3 separate regions of the Hordeum vulgare genome follow, and all the other regions are linked to region 1. A link is a contact called in public Hi-C data. All regions are on one chromosome and are shown on one strand. The core of a region is the stretch at or near the end of the contact, and the rest is flanking DNA. Distances in the headings are between cores, read along the strand shown.

Region 1 (4,381 bases), core at 396-2,895:
CAATTCTAGCATGGATAATAAATATTATCATGAACAAGGAAATATAATAATAACCAATTTATTATTGCCTCTAGGGCATATTTCCAGCATGAGGGGCACGAGAAGTATCACCGCGAGGCTTCGAGATACGCCTTCTCCTTTGGCTGGCCTTGCCCGAGTCATTCTGACTTCACTTCTCGTCCCTTCTTCAATACCTTCACGATCATTGGTTTCCTTGACTTCATACGTAAGGACACATAGTATTTCCACTTGAAATAGTATCCATTCTTCATTGAAGTGTGTATGGAGCTTGAAGAGGAGTGAAGTCACCTTGTGCATGTACTTGTGTCATTGGTCCACTTGGACTTAGAGGTGGATTCATGGTGATGTCCATGAGATGTTCCACGTCGGTTGTGTAGTGGCACACAAATTAAAACAATTTGTCCCTTAGTTTGTGACGAAACTCAAGTCATGGTTATGATCTGTGGCTAGGGAAACGAGGACGTGTTTCGTGATGTATGTGCTTGTCAACAAGCTCGTGCCCTCTAGGCATGTGTTTTGAGTTGTCGCAACATCCTGCATGTGCCCAATGCCTGAAAGTCTAGAACTAAAAGACTTCTCAATTTACTTCATAAGCCCAATGATAACCTACATATACACAAGGATATTTCCCATATTAAGACAGTTGCACAAGTGAAAATCATGACGTCTCACTTGTAGTTACTAGCACACACCCTTGTGAATCAAGTAACATTCACACACTGGTTTGGCAAAGAGTAAACACATGATTAACTATTAATGACACACACATGCACGGTCGACGTTGGTCTAGCTACAAGTATACTATGAAAAAGTGGGAAAGACCACCGCAAGAATAGATCAAACCCAATGTTGACATATCATTTGTACCTGCAATGGCGGCGGGCACTGTTTCGTGATCTTGACAATGATATTATATATCTCTTGGCGACTCAGGAACATGTATCGTACATGAACAAATTGATAAATAAAATATTTTTCATATTATTAGTTGGTCCTGAAATATAGTAAGCAATGACCAACTTGTCGTGTTTTCGACCCGATGGAGCTGAACGAAGATGTAAAGTTATAATGTTTGCATGTGCATGAAAATTAGGATTTTTTCCCCATAAAATTAGATAGGTTCAAATATAGTAAGCCATGAATTTGCGAAACATACTTGGAGCCTACGGAGCACGACTTATCATGTTTTCATAAGGTGAACCTAGTAGACATGTGAATATGCGAAAGAAGAGGGGAATGCCTTCATATGCTATATATTACACGATGAGAATCCTTGTTTCATCATAGTACAAGAATCTTAAAACGCGTCAACGAAACCTTCCTCCAGTATTAGGACGTTTGTTCAAAAGGTATGACTAAATCTCAGTCAACTGTAAAAAAGAAGAAAAACAAGATTTAAAAGAAATATTTACACGAATCTTGTTGAAACTTCGTGAAGTCTGAGCTACGTGAGATTTAGCAATCGCGTTGCTCAAAAGATGAAGATGAATGAAAAAAAAAACACCAAGCAGTGGAGCAGGTCGCCACCGCGGAAGGAAGGAACACGCGCGCCGTACCACCCCCATTCCCCATAGAACACGAAAAGGTGGGCGGAGCAAGCGTGCTGTCGTCCCTCCCAGCCCCAGCCCCAGCCCAGCCCAGGCTCCCACCGCATCATCACCAACCCCCCCTCTCCTCTCTCTGTCTGCTCTCTCTCTCCCTACTCCACCTCCCCTCAAAAAATCCAACCTCCTCCCTGCAAAGTGCAAACCCCACACCCAGATCTACCTAGCCTAGGGCACCGGCGCGGCCCCAAAACCCCACCCCCCACCCGGGCGCGGCGCGGCGCGGCGCGATGCGGGTGCCGTGCTGCTCGCTCTGCCACGTCCGCTACGACGAGGACGAGCGCGCGCCGCTGCTCCTCCACTGCGGCCACGGCTTCTGCCGCGCCTGCCTCGCGCGCATGCTCGCCGCCGCGCCGGGCGCCGTCCTCCCGTGCCCGCGCTGCCGCCACCCCACCGCCGTCGGCAACTCCGTCTCCGCGCTCCGCAAGAACTTCCCCGTCCTCTCGCTCCTCTCCGACTCCCCCTCCTCCCCGTCCTTCCTGCACTCCGACTCCGGCTCCTCCGACGACGACGAGGACGACTTCTTCGCCCGCCCCAAGCGCGCCCCTGCGCCCGCCGCCGCCCCGCCACCCTGCACCTCCCTCGACCTCGCCTCGCACCCGGACCTCAAGCTGGCCCGCCGCATCGGGACCGGCCCGCCTGGCCCCGCCGGCCAGGAGGTCTGTGCCGCCACGCTCTCCCGTGCTGCCCGGCCTGGTGCTGCTGGTGCCAAGAGATGTAAGCACCCGGTGGCGGTCAAGAGGGTGCCCCTGTCGGCCGCCGATGAGCTTGAGGGTGTTCAGGAGGAAGTAGAGCGGTTGAGACGAGCCTCCACCTGGTGCCGGAATGTCTGCACCTTCCATGGCGCGCTCAAGCTCGATGGCCACCTCTGCTTCGTCATGGATCGCTACCCAGGGTCTGTGCAGGAAGAGATGCGGCAGAACGGTGGACGCCTCACCCTTGAGCAGATCCTCAGGTGCGGCATTGCGTCTAATCATGGAAACCAAGTAGCTATTGGCTAGCTGTTCCTGTTGCTTGCTGAGCTTATTCATCGCTCAACAGAATAAATTACATTCAACCATACTCTAGATGACTTGCAACTTAACGTGTCGGTTTGTCTGCTAAATGCATGTATGTTTTTTTTTGCTTCAAGCGGTCTAGCTAAGAATGAACATTAACGGGTTGTATATTGTCGTATGCTAGTTTGAGCTGCGGCGTGGAAAGTGCTTACTTGATTAGTGCTGCTACTCAATTCATTATCAGCGAGTTTTTCGGTATGGATACGTGTGAAGCTATGTCTGGTTAATGCCGCCAGCTTCTTATCCCCTTTAGACTGTATATGTTGTCGTGTTGTAGGCGTAGCAGGCTTGGAGCTCTCATGAAGGTAAAGTTAATTTGAGTTAATGCCTGTAAGACCGAGGTGCTCTCTGCTTCCATTAAAATCCAATTAGTGGATTTTTCTAGCCAAGATGCTCACGGAATTGCATGGTTTGGCGACGTGTTTGATGATCGATTCCCATCAAGTTGCTGAGCCTTGAAGCCGCCGTTTTATTTATTGTCCATGAGCTGAGTGACCAGCAAGCTTGGGTATGCTAAGAGCATGAACTTTTCCAGCGCACATGCTCATAAGTAAATTCCTATATAGTGTATGTTTGTGGCTACACCCTGCTGAGTTTTAATATCACATCCTTGCACATCAGACCTTTTTCCGTAAAACTGATGCGGTCTTTAAAATAGAAGGCATGGAGCAAAGTTATCACTTGTGGTTGTTTTGTACTGTAAAAATATTATTAATATCAGCACCGACTATGGTTTCCAAGCATCTGTTAAATATTTCCGTGCAATTGACTAACCAAAGACATTTTATCTTTGGCTGATATTTAAATTTTATTGCATGCTAATTAAGGCCATTTCAGACGACAGGTTCAAGTAGCTTGCCTTGTTTGATGCATTTGCATTCACCAGCTGTCTATTCTCCAATGATTTTCTATGCAGTTGACTGTTCATCTCTATCTGTTGTTAGATTATCCTAATGCCAACTGCATGTTAATCACTTCAATGCAAAGTGCATGGAAACGCCCATACCACAATAAGAAAAGTTACTTATTTGTCATTCAATCCATTTATTTCTTATGCTGTAAGGAATCGCCACTGCCTTGTTTACCAGTATATCTATTGTTTTCATTCTCGTAAAGGATAATAATTATTTGGCTCTTCTTTAGCGTGCTCGTTTTGCTATTAAAATCTGTGGAGTTTCTGAAGACTTCTTCTCTGGGCCTGGCTTTGTAGGTACGGCGCAGATATTGCTCGTGGAGTAGCAGAGCTACATGCAGCGGGTATTGTTTGTATGAGTATAAAGCCGTCCAATATTCTTTTAGATGCAAACGGCCATGCAGTCGTTTCCGACTACGGTCTTTCTGCAATTTTGAAGAACCTCACCAGTCGGAAAGTGCCTGATGACTCCAACATGTCTGGCATGGATGCTACGGTGCTTAGTCCCAATTATACAGCCCCAGAGGCATGGGGACCATTGAAGAAGTCACTGAATCTGTTTTGGGATAGTGCAAATGGAATATCACCAGAGTCAGATGCATGGAGTTTTGGATGCACACTTGTGGAAATGTGTACTGGAGCTGTTCCGTAAGTAGTCTGATTATTACTTTTGTGTTTCTTAATGCTTTGCGAATGGTGTGGTTAGATGCTAATTGAAATGCAGATGGACTGGGCTAAGTGCAGAGGACATTTATAAGTCTGTCGTAAAAGAAAAGAAGCCACCT
Region 2 (4,728 bases), core at 1,337-3,836, 270 kb before region 1:
CATGGCATCATCTTGACCAGCAACCATGGAATTATCTTCAGTCACTATATCTGTCTTGTAACAAACATAAATGAAATGTGACTCTGGATCCTTGAGAACGTAGTCAGGTGGTAATTGGCCATCCACTGTCAGTGCAACTTTCTCCATCATGGCGTGTGCAGCACCGTTGCTCCATTTCAGCTGGTATTCAGGTGTCGCTGCTAGCACAAAGAACAGATACAATGTCAAGATCTATGCAATGCAACAAAATAAAGTGGGGGGAAATACACAGTATATGCCACTCTGAGTTTGCAGAATGTTGGACCTGCCAGTTTAGTCTGCGTGTTGTTGCATATGCCACCAGTGTTCAACGCCAATTCAATGGAATAGAAAAAAAGGACCAAAATACCTTTTTTTAATGACGCGGCGTGATCGAGGGCACGAAGCACAGGCCAGTCAGGCTTCTTCGGTCACCATTGCCACCGTCATTAAATCAAGTCAAGGTTGCCACTGAGGCACTGACTAACCATCAAACAAGGGTATTTTGGTCTTTGGCCATTGAAAGTGGCACAAAGCATTAGTGACATGTTTTCCCGAATGACACATACAACAATATGCAACCTTAGATAGATCCAAACATTTTGCAAACAGAGAGGGGCATATGAGTTCCCAATAAAATGGTGCTAATTTATTCCCTTCTGAAATTTCCCAGTAACATTGTGTGCTATAATCAGTCTGTAGCAACCTTTATTCATATCTCTATTGTAGTTTTTAGCATCTTATGAGAATTGGGTAGTGGTGGAAGCAAAATTTTGCAGTTTTGCATCCATAGTTCCTACAGAATGAAGCAAACCTTGCAGTTTTGGATCCATAGTTCCCACATAATAAAGCAAATCATATGCACAAAATCATGCTACAATAGAGTAATATGGTAGAAATGGTACATGAGCGTGCTCTTCAGAGTGAAGAGAGGGCATTTCAAACTTACGCGTAATGTAAAGCTCAACATCCCAATGGCATCGGACTTGGTTCAGAAGTGTCAGACGTTCCTTAGGAGCACCATATGTTATCTGTCAAAGAAAATTATCTCTTCATAAAATCATCAAATATTCACTCATTCCAAAGTATCTTTTAGGATTGGTTGGAGGATGTACCAATATGTAAATCCCACCAGGCCTCATAAGCCTGAAAAAATAGAGCAATTTAATTGAAAACAACTAAGGGCATCACTTGGGGATCAAATCACGTACAAAGAGTGAATACAATTTTTACCTTGCTACTTCTGTTAGCATTTTGTAAGCACCATGAGGGGCATCATCGCCACACTAGAATATGTAAAATGAAAATCAGTACCATGAGATCAGTTCATGCGTAATTATTTTAAGTTGATTTCTAGTTTGCTTAACGACACCTGCTTACCATCATAGCATCCAAGGTTCCTACAGAAAAAAGTTTAGTACCATAGTAAATAGAGTGGCAAAGAAAAAAAGATGCATGGACTCATTTTCATAAACTTAATGAACAAAGTTTTCAAGAATACCAACTTATGAAACACATCAAGCGCTTTCGAAAAACATATGAAGCTTAAGGCTTATACCTTTGTCAATGATACAATCAAATGATCCATCCCCAAAGAAGCTCATATCTCTGACATCCAACTGCATATCTTCAAGCATAACATAAAACACCCAAGTAAATAGACTTAAACAGAGATCATAACTGATAAAATATGAGAATGGAAACTATCAGCAAGAAGTACATGTAAGCTGTGGGATATCCATGTGTTTCTCTTTCATATGCTCGATTACAACGGATGAGATGTCAATGTTTACTATGTTCTGGTAACCATCCTTTACCATGTCCTCCGACAGAACTGCCCAAAACAAGGAATAGAACAATATCAAACATCAAACTGGGCTTTACATACACGATAAATCATAAATCTAACAACAGAGTCATATTAGAAGTAGCTTCAAAGTCAAATCTTGCACACACTGTCGATCCAAGTAACGCGTCGTCTGGCAATCATGACAAAATTCACAGAACAGGTGTATCAGGGGAGCACTGAACATTCAAGTTCCAAAATCCAAATCACGATGCACAGGGAGGACTGAACATGCAAGCTCCAATTCCCAAATCATAAATGCACCGGTGATTGTGGACGGACTAGAACCGGCCGCATCAGAACGCTAAAGTTTCGAATTGGCGGCTAAATCGCGGCTAGCTGAAGGGGGGGCGTACGGGAGTTGCCGCAGCCGAGCATGAGGACGCGGGAGGAGGCGGGCACGCAGGCGCGGAGGAGCGGCCGGAGCGCCGGGTACGACTGGTACCAGTCGAAGAACCCGCCGACGCCGCCCTTGCCGCCGGTGGAGGGAGAGGAGTAGCGGGCGTCCCAGTAGGCGGCGGCGCCGAAGTCCTTGGGGTTGCCGTTGCCGCCGCCCATCCTTGGTCTCTCACCTCTCTCGCTCGTGAGGGGGGGAGAGAAGATCTTGAGATCGTTCAGGGATGATTATGGCGTCGGGGGTCGCGGCTTTAGGAGCACGCAAGAGCCGCCGATGCAGGGCCAGCGGCGGAAGAGTGTTCTGAACCGATGCAGTATGCACTCAGGACTCAGGAACATGTGCCCCCTTTTCCAAAAAAGAAAAGGAAAAGACACTTGTTTTAAAAATCCAAAGAAGATATCACATGTTGCAAAATCTCACACTTTCTCTTCGTTATTCCATTTCACTGAACTAAGCAGCACTTTTTCACGTATTCACCCAAGATATTATAGAAACTGGTCATATTGATCCGTCGTCTTGTTCTCGATAGGAACTCGGTGTTGTTTTGGTTGGTTTGGGAGCGGGCATTGTCTATATATCCAAAACCGGAGGAGAGTTTAAGTTTGGACAAGTTTATTCTCAAAGCCCGTGTTTTCGTGAAAATCTCAATTCATTTGTAAGTCGTGTAAAAATAGTTACAAACCTAAGCACTTTGGCAACCATGAAAAATGCTAAGTGGGTTATTGGGGGTGTCACTGTCCTTGATGCTATGGGTGTGCTCTGATTTGCTCCTCATATGTTTGATATGTCTAATTGCCTGATGATGTCCACATCAGGTATGTGAGCGTGTACGGTTGATGAAGCTTGACAGTTTGACTTGCAACGGTGACTCCATTGAAAGTGGGCCGACGGTATATGGTGACTTCACCGTAACCTTGTTGGAGGCATTGCATGAACTTTTCTCAAGCTTCTTCTTTGAAGTGAAAACCAAAGATCGTGCTGGATCTATGATGACGATGCTTGCACATCGTTTCTTTTTGAAGTTGTCATTGTTGAAGCTCTTTTTCTAGAGTCAGGATGTTGCCGTCGGTGGTGTTTGATGTTGATGCATGTTTGAGCTTGCTTCGAATGGACCTTCGAAAGCCGCTTTGTGTGTGTGTGTTTTAGTTATATGCATCCAAGTCATACAGAGGTTCATTGTATGGTTCACGTTCTCTTGATGCGATATTATGAGTCAATAAAATTCATTCTTTATTTTAAAAAGTCTAAAAAATACAACAATGAAACATAGGCCCACACATCAAGATAATAAAAGTTCAAACAATAGCAAGATATCAAATCATTCTAAAATTTTAGGTTAAACAAACTTGCTCTCATGCTCTAGTCGCACGTGAAATTTCTCAAAGAAATGACTTGTTTGTATTCTTGGCGGAGAAAATCAACCTCCAAGTTGCTTCAAACATTGTTTTTAGCATTGATTTTATCTTCTTCCCAAAATGCCACGAACGTCATTTGTTCACGAAACATTACATGTGAGCCAGACACTCGACCGTGTATATTAAAAAAATAGAATTGTTATTTTTCCAATTTTTTCGATTTTTACAGTCCATAAGGGTTGCACATGGAGCCCTAACATAGACGCAAGGTTCTGCTGCAAGATTAAGATGTGCTAGATATAAAACATTTTAAGTTTCAAACACAGCAACACATGTTTCTGATGTGGAGGTGGTTGTAATAAACAGTTAAAAGGGATTAACCACATGTTTGCTGAACAGGAACTCTTGGCATATACCGCTAGTTAACAGAACTCCAAAGGGTGTTCGGGACATGCACTATGGCATGACAACGTCTGTCTCTAAAATTCACTCATCATTGGTAAATAAGTTACACATCGTTGGTGCCTTGCGTGATGAACCGTTACAATGGTAGCGTAACTCTGCACTTCCCTAATTTATAACTTAGTAGAGCATTACAGAAGAAATGCAGCTTTTCATGGCTTCAAAATCTCTTTGAACACTCAAAGAGCAAACCGTAACCCTAAATGCCCCCAGTTTCCGACCGACTATATAGTGACATCGTCAGTCTCTTATGCATCCGCGTCAGCCCCACGAACCCAGTATAGCTCAAACCATTCTAAGTCGTTCTAAGCCGCGACGCTGCTACATAAGGTCCATCAAAACTGTCCGTTTCTCAAAACAGCAGCTCCGGAGCTTTGCTTAGGAACGGATCTAGCTTGTTGCACCGGTGAGCTGTTCCACATGCAGAGTTATTGGCTCGGGGCAAGGAGACTGGGCTTTTAATAGTTCCAATCGATGGAACGGGTGTGCAAATTGCAGAACGTAGTCTTCATCTGTAACAGATGGGGCAGACAATATCATGTGTGCAAAGAGACATACTCCAGATTAAGAATGGCAACAAGTACGTATGTATTTTTGAGAATGGTGAAGGCATTCTTACTTTCTTTGACAGTGCCATACAGCCAGCATAA
Region 3 (4,291 bases), core at 1,498-3,997, 450 kb before region 1:
TCCATTAGCGGATTCAAAGTGGTCTTTCTGGGATAACACAAGAACCCCACAGGAGCAGACCAATTTCAAGTTTTTCCCAGTCATACTTACAGTCCAGTCGAGCTTTCAAAACGATGTTTTGAGTTGTGACGTAAAAACTGTTTCACCCATGCAGTTATCACATCATCAATGAACAGTGTACTTAGCCATACACATGTTACATTCAAGAGTCACAGATAACATATCTTAACCAGACCTAGATTAAAATTATAAATATATTGACCATATTGAGAAAACTGAGAGGCTGCTAAACCTGGAGAAATGGTCGTCTAAGCAGCAACTCGGCAAAAATACAACCAGCAGCCCAAACATCAACGGCAGATCCATACTGCTTAGTGCCAAACAGTAACTCCGGCGCTCGATACCATCGTGCAAAGACCTAAATGTGGTGAAAAAAAACAGTCAAGTTTCAAGTGCCCATCAGGAGCATGTAAATCAAACGGAAGATAAAGTACAAATTAATCATATTGCAGTAAACCACACTATGAAATAAGCTTAGAGATGGTACTTGCCTAGGTGATGTTTAATGTTTATACTGAATAAAAGTGATGGACTAAGAGCTCTTCCAGATATGATGTAACTTCTATGCTGAGAGGATCTAATGTAACTTGCAAGAACAAAAATCCACAGCAAGCATAAAACATTTACAATAGTTAACGTCCTTTTTCTAATCAGCATCGGCGAGTTTGAAGGAAGCATCCTTGTTGAATCGATATTTTTTAGCACTTATTATCATTACATCACGCCTATGTTGACATCACCAACATCGACGGTCCCAAGCCTGGGTAAAGGAGGAGGGTTGTGATAGGCTTGGCGAGCTAACGTCAAAACTCAGCCACTCTTATGGAGATGAAACCCAGAAGAAGATTGTTGTTGACATCACCAACGAATTAACAAATAGCAATCCAAAACCTCATATAGGAAGCAAATATCCTCAGAATAGCGTAAAATATTGTATATGTTTGTTCTCTCCAGAAAGCTTTTCCATCCTAGAATAGTCAGCAGCACCAAGAATACTTCAAGCTGGTTTAAGATATTTTATCTTTTAAACTTAACAGGCAATTGCTACCACGAGGAGATATAATCCACAGACAAATTTATCTACCTACCAAAGTGCTATGGTACTCCAACTTAATATTGTTACTGTGAATAATTGTACGATTGATAAATACTGGCAAGCATGTATCATGTTCTTAATGGATACGAAGAAAATTAGAAGCATCAACCAGCATTATACAGACAGCCTAGAGGCATATACAGCATAAGAAGTAATAATACCACTTGAAGAAAGTTGTCAGATTACATTTTTATTTCTATAACCAGTTTCTGGGATTTCTGAGAGTCTGGGACACAATTAACTGAACGCATATTTAAATAGATATATCAACAAGAACCTGGTGGGTAAAGTTCCGTTCTGGGCTCCCGAATATGCGTGCAAGACCAAAGTCACCAAGCTTGAGCTGTCCTTCAGCACCGATAAGTAGATTATTTGGTTTCATATCCCTGCAGCACAGCTTCTGTTAAAGACTCGAATGTTGTTTTCTCAAAAATAAAAATAGCCAGATAGTAGGTACCTGTGCAACACCCATTTCTTATGGCAAAAGGCTAGACCTTTCAGCATCATCTGAATATAAGATTTTATGTCCGCTGGAGATAATACAATGTTCCTGTCACGAATGACTGCTTCCAGGTCTGTTTCCATAAATTCAAATACAAGGTGCAAGTTTCCCTTGTAAGGGAAAGCATCAATTAGCTCTATAATATTAGGATCTTTCAGCTCCTTAAGCAGCTTGATTTCCCTCAATGCAGTGAAGTTGACACCTTCCTTGTACTTCCCTAAGCGGATTCTCTTGATCGCAACAGTCTCCCCAGTCTGAAAATAAAAGCCATGGCATTCATAATCATTAGCTTAAATGGACTGAAGTATCATCAAAAGCAGAAAGCAACCTATCAGACTCAAACCCAGAGAGCTGAAAGAGTTAACTTGGGAATACTGAACACCTCTGGAATGAAATTTTAACACCTCAGACCCCTAGCCCTACTATCACAGAGATGCAAGACTATTAAGCACCAAATCAACGCTGACAGTGAAGGAGGCAAGGTGAATTGCCTTCTCCTCTAGCCTCCGCTGAGAAACAACCCTAGCCGATTCACGCCGAGCCAAGAACATCCAGCTAGGCCAATTCACAGAGCAGCCGCGGCCAAAAGCAATAAACCCTAAGCTCAATCGCTCGACAACCTATATCCAACACAAAGCAGACGGACGGACCAAGGGCGCATATGGCCTAATTCTCGAGGGGCGGGCGCAGATCAGCGCGCCGCGAGGGTTTAGGAGCGGGGGTAGGGGGAGGGAAGGACCGACCTTGGTGTCGATGGCCTTGAAGACGACTCCGTACGTGCCCTCTCCGAGGACCTCGCGCTTCAGGTAGCGGTCCGTGACGCGCTTCTCGCCCGCGTCGTCGCCGCCGCCGCCGGTCGCCATGTGGGGCGGGGCCCACCGCCAGCCTCCCCTCCGGAGGGGGCGGCGCAGGCGAGGGGATCCCGGGGAGCACGGGGTGGGCGCTGCGGGAGGGGCGGCGGGTGGGGGAAGGGGCGGCGGGTGGGGGAGGGGGCGGCGAGGTGCGGCCCTGCCGTTCGGCGCCGGGGGGGAAGAGGAAAGGAAGAAAAGAAAATTCCGTGTTTTCGCACTTTATTTCGGCCTAGGTGTTTGTTCCGGACTCCGTTTGTAAATGGGTTTGCCTTTTTGTTTCTTGGCCTTGGACCGCTCCTCCACGCCCGTTTGTTGATTGCGTGAGCTGGGCCAGCTCGCTGCTGAGTGTTCGTTCGTTGTTTCGGACCGTTTGAACCGCGACCAAAGACCTAGGGCAGAACCAAGTACTATCAGTTTTTTCTCAAAGAAGCAACTACAAGGCGTGCTTGCCCAACATAGTCCCGGACGACTAGGGTTTTCCAGTCCTCCGACAGCGGCGCAGTCGTGAGTTTTCTCCGACGAAGCCTGCTTCGTTGTTCAGTCCCCCTTACCATCCGCTCATCTCCCTACCCTCTCCCCCCCCCCCCCCAAAGGATCCCCCGGGGGGTCCTTCTGGTCCAAGAGGTGCGGCGACTGTAGCTAGGGTTTTAGGGGTTTATCCAATCTTGGCTATCACAATCGGCCCGATCATGTCGGAGTCGCAGGAAAACCTAGGGAAGCAGGATGCAGGGGTAGGAGCGACAAGCAACCTGCTGGAGAGGCTGACACTGCAAGATGACGAGGTTGATGATCTGATCTGGGAGGAAGAACTTGAAGCCGAGGATATTAAACCCAAGTGGTTAGCCCTGGGGCGCTTACTCACAATGAAAAACTACAGCCATAGTGCGTTTATTGCAGAGATGAGGGCTGCTTGGAATCCCGCCCTCAAGGTGGTTTGGAGAAGGATTGATGCAAACCTTTTCTCGGTTCAGTTTAACTGTTTTGGAGATTGGAAAAAAGGCTATACACCAGGGGCGGTGGGACTTCAAAGGCCATGTTGTGATCCTGGCAGAATATGATGGATTCACTAACCCAGAGAAAGTTAAGCTAGATAAGCTCGAGACTTGGTGCCAAATTCATAAACTACCTAATGGTGTGCTTAAAAGTGAGAGGGCACTAGGGAATCTAGCTCAACGGATCGGTGAGGTTCAAGAGGTTCAGGTTACTCTTCCTAATGGCTTTGCAGGCGAATTTATTCGCGTCAGAGTCAAATTGGATGTGAACAAAAAACTCACACGAGTGGTTGGCATCACAAAGGGTGGAGAACACATAGAAATACTTGATGAAATTTGAAAAGCTACCCACCTTCTGCCATGCTTGTGGGTTGATGGGGCATTGGTGTGAGGAGTGCGGCACAAGAGAGCATGATGTAACCAAATTTGAGTGGGCGGATTTCCTTCTTGCTCCGAGACGGGGAAGAGGAGGAGGTCGTAGTAATGGTGGTCGAGGGAGAGATTCCCGGCCTTTTGGCCCCTCCAATGGTAGAGGGGATGGTGATGATGAGGATGACTAAGCAGGCGCTTTTGGAAGAGGCAGAGGACGGGGTATGCATGATTCTGCAAAATGGCGGTATAACACTGCCTACAATCAGCCAGCTACCACGCATGAACCAGGATGTGCTGATAAGGAAGCCCTGATGACTGAGAATGCAGGAAATCTGAGCCTGGATGAGACCAGAAGGCAGGTTGTGGTGGTGATGGATACAAATGTCCTAGGGAAACGATATGCAGAGGATTTGGGAGC

The links. A called contact is a pair of places that touch in the nucleus more often than the background predicts.
Region 2: a contact with region 1 is called in a Hi-C map of seedling, with 5 times the contacts expected there. The contact joins the promoter of LOC123442312 here to the promoter of LOC123442345 in region 1. A contact is called at or near these places in 4 of 6 Hi-C or Micro-C datasets (leaf and seedling).
Region 3: a contact with region 1 is called in a Hi-C map of leaf, with 4 times the contacts expected there. The contact joins the promoter of LOC123442302 here to the promoter of LOC123442345 in region 1. A contact is called at or near these places in 2 of 6 Hi-C or Micro-C datasets (leaf and seedling).

Annotation. Positions count from the first base shown.
Region 1 is chr1H:424,286,381-424,290,761 of MorexV3_pseudomolecules_assembly, forward strand. LOC123442345 (E3 ubiquitin-protein ligase KEG) reads left to right here and starts at 1,646. Exons shown (of 15, transcript XM_045118359.1): 1 at 1,646-2,580; 2 at 3,894-4,244; 3 at 4,321-4,381. The coding sequence starts at 1,856.
Region 2 is chr1H:424,011,758-424,016,485 of MorexV3_pseudomolecules_assembly, forward strand. LOC123442312 (EEF1A lysine methyltransferase 4-like) reads right to left here and starts at 2,587. Exons shown (of 8, transcript XM_045118328.1): 1 at 2,221-2,587; 2 at 1,739-1,852; 3 at 1,577-1,645; 4 at 1,399-1,418; 5 at 1,252-1,304; 6 at 1,134-1,164; 7 at 968-1,049; 8 at 1-200. The coding sequence starts at 2,422. It overlaps LOC123442330 (NAD-capped RNA hydrolase DXO1), which reads right to left. Exons shown (of 13, transcript XM_045118347.1): 12 at 4,698-4,728; 13 at 4,058-4,590. The coding sequence ends at 4,469.
Region 3 is chr1H:423,838,189-423,842,479 of MorexV3_pseudomolecules_assembly, forward strand. LOC123442302 (cyclin-dependent kinase D-1) reads right to left here and starts at 2,748. Exons shown (of 7, transcript XM_045118323.1): 1 at 2,402-2,748; 2 at 1,614-1,912; 3 at 1,434-1,542; 4 at 293-418. The coding sequence starts at 2,521.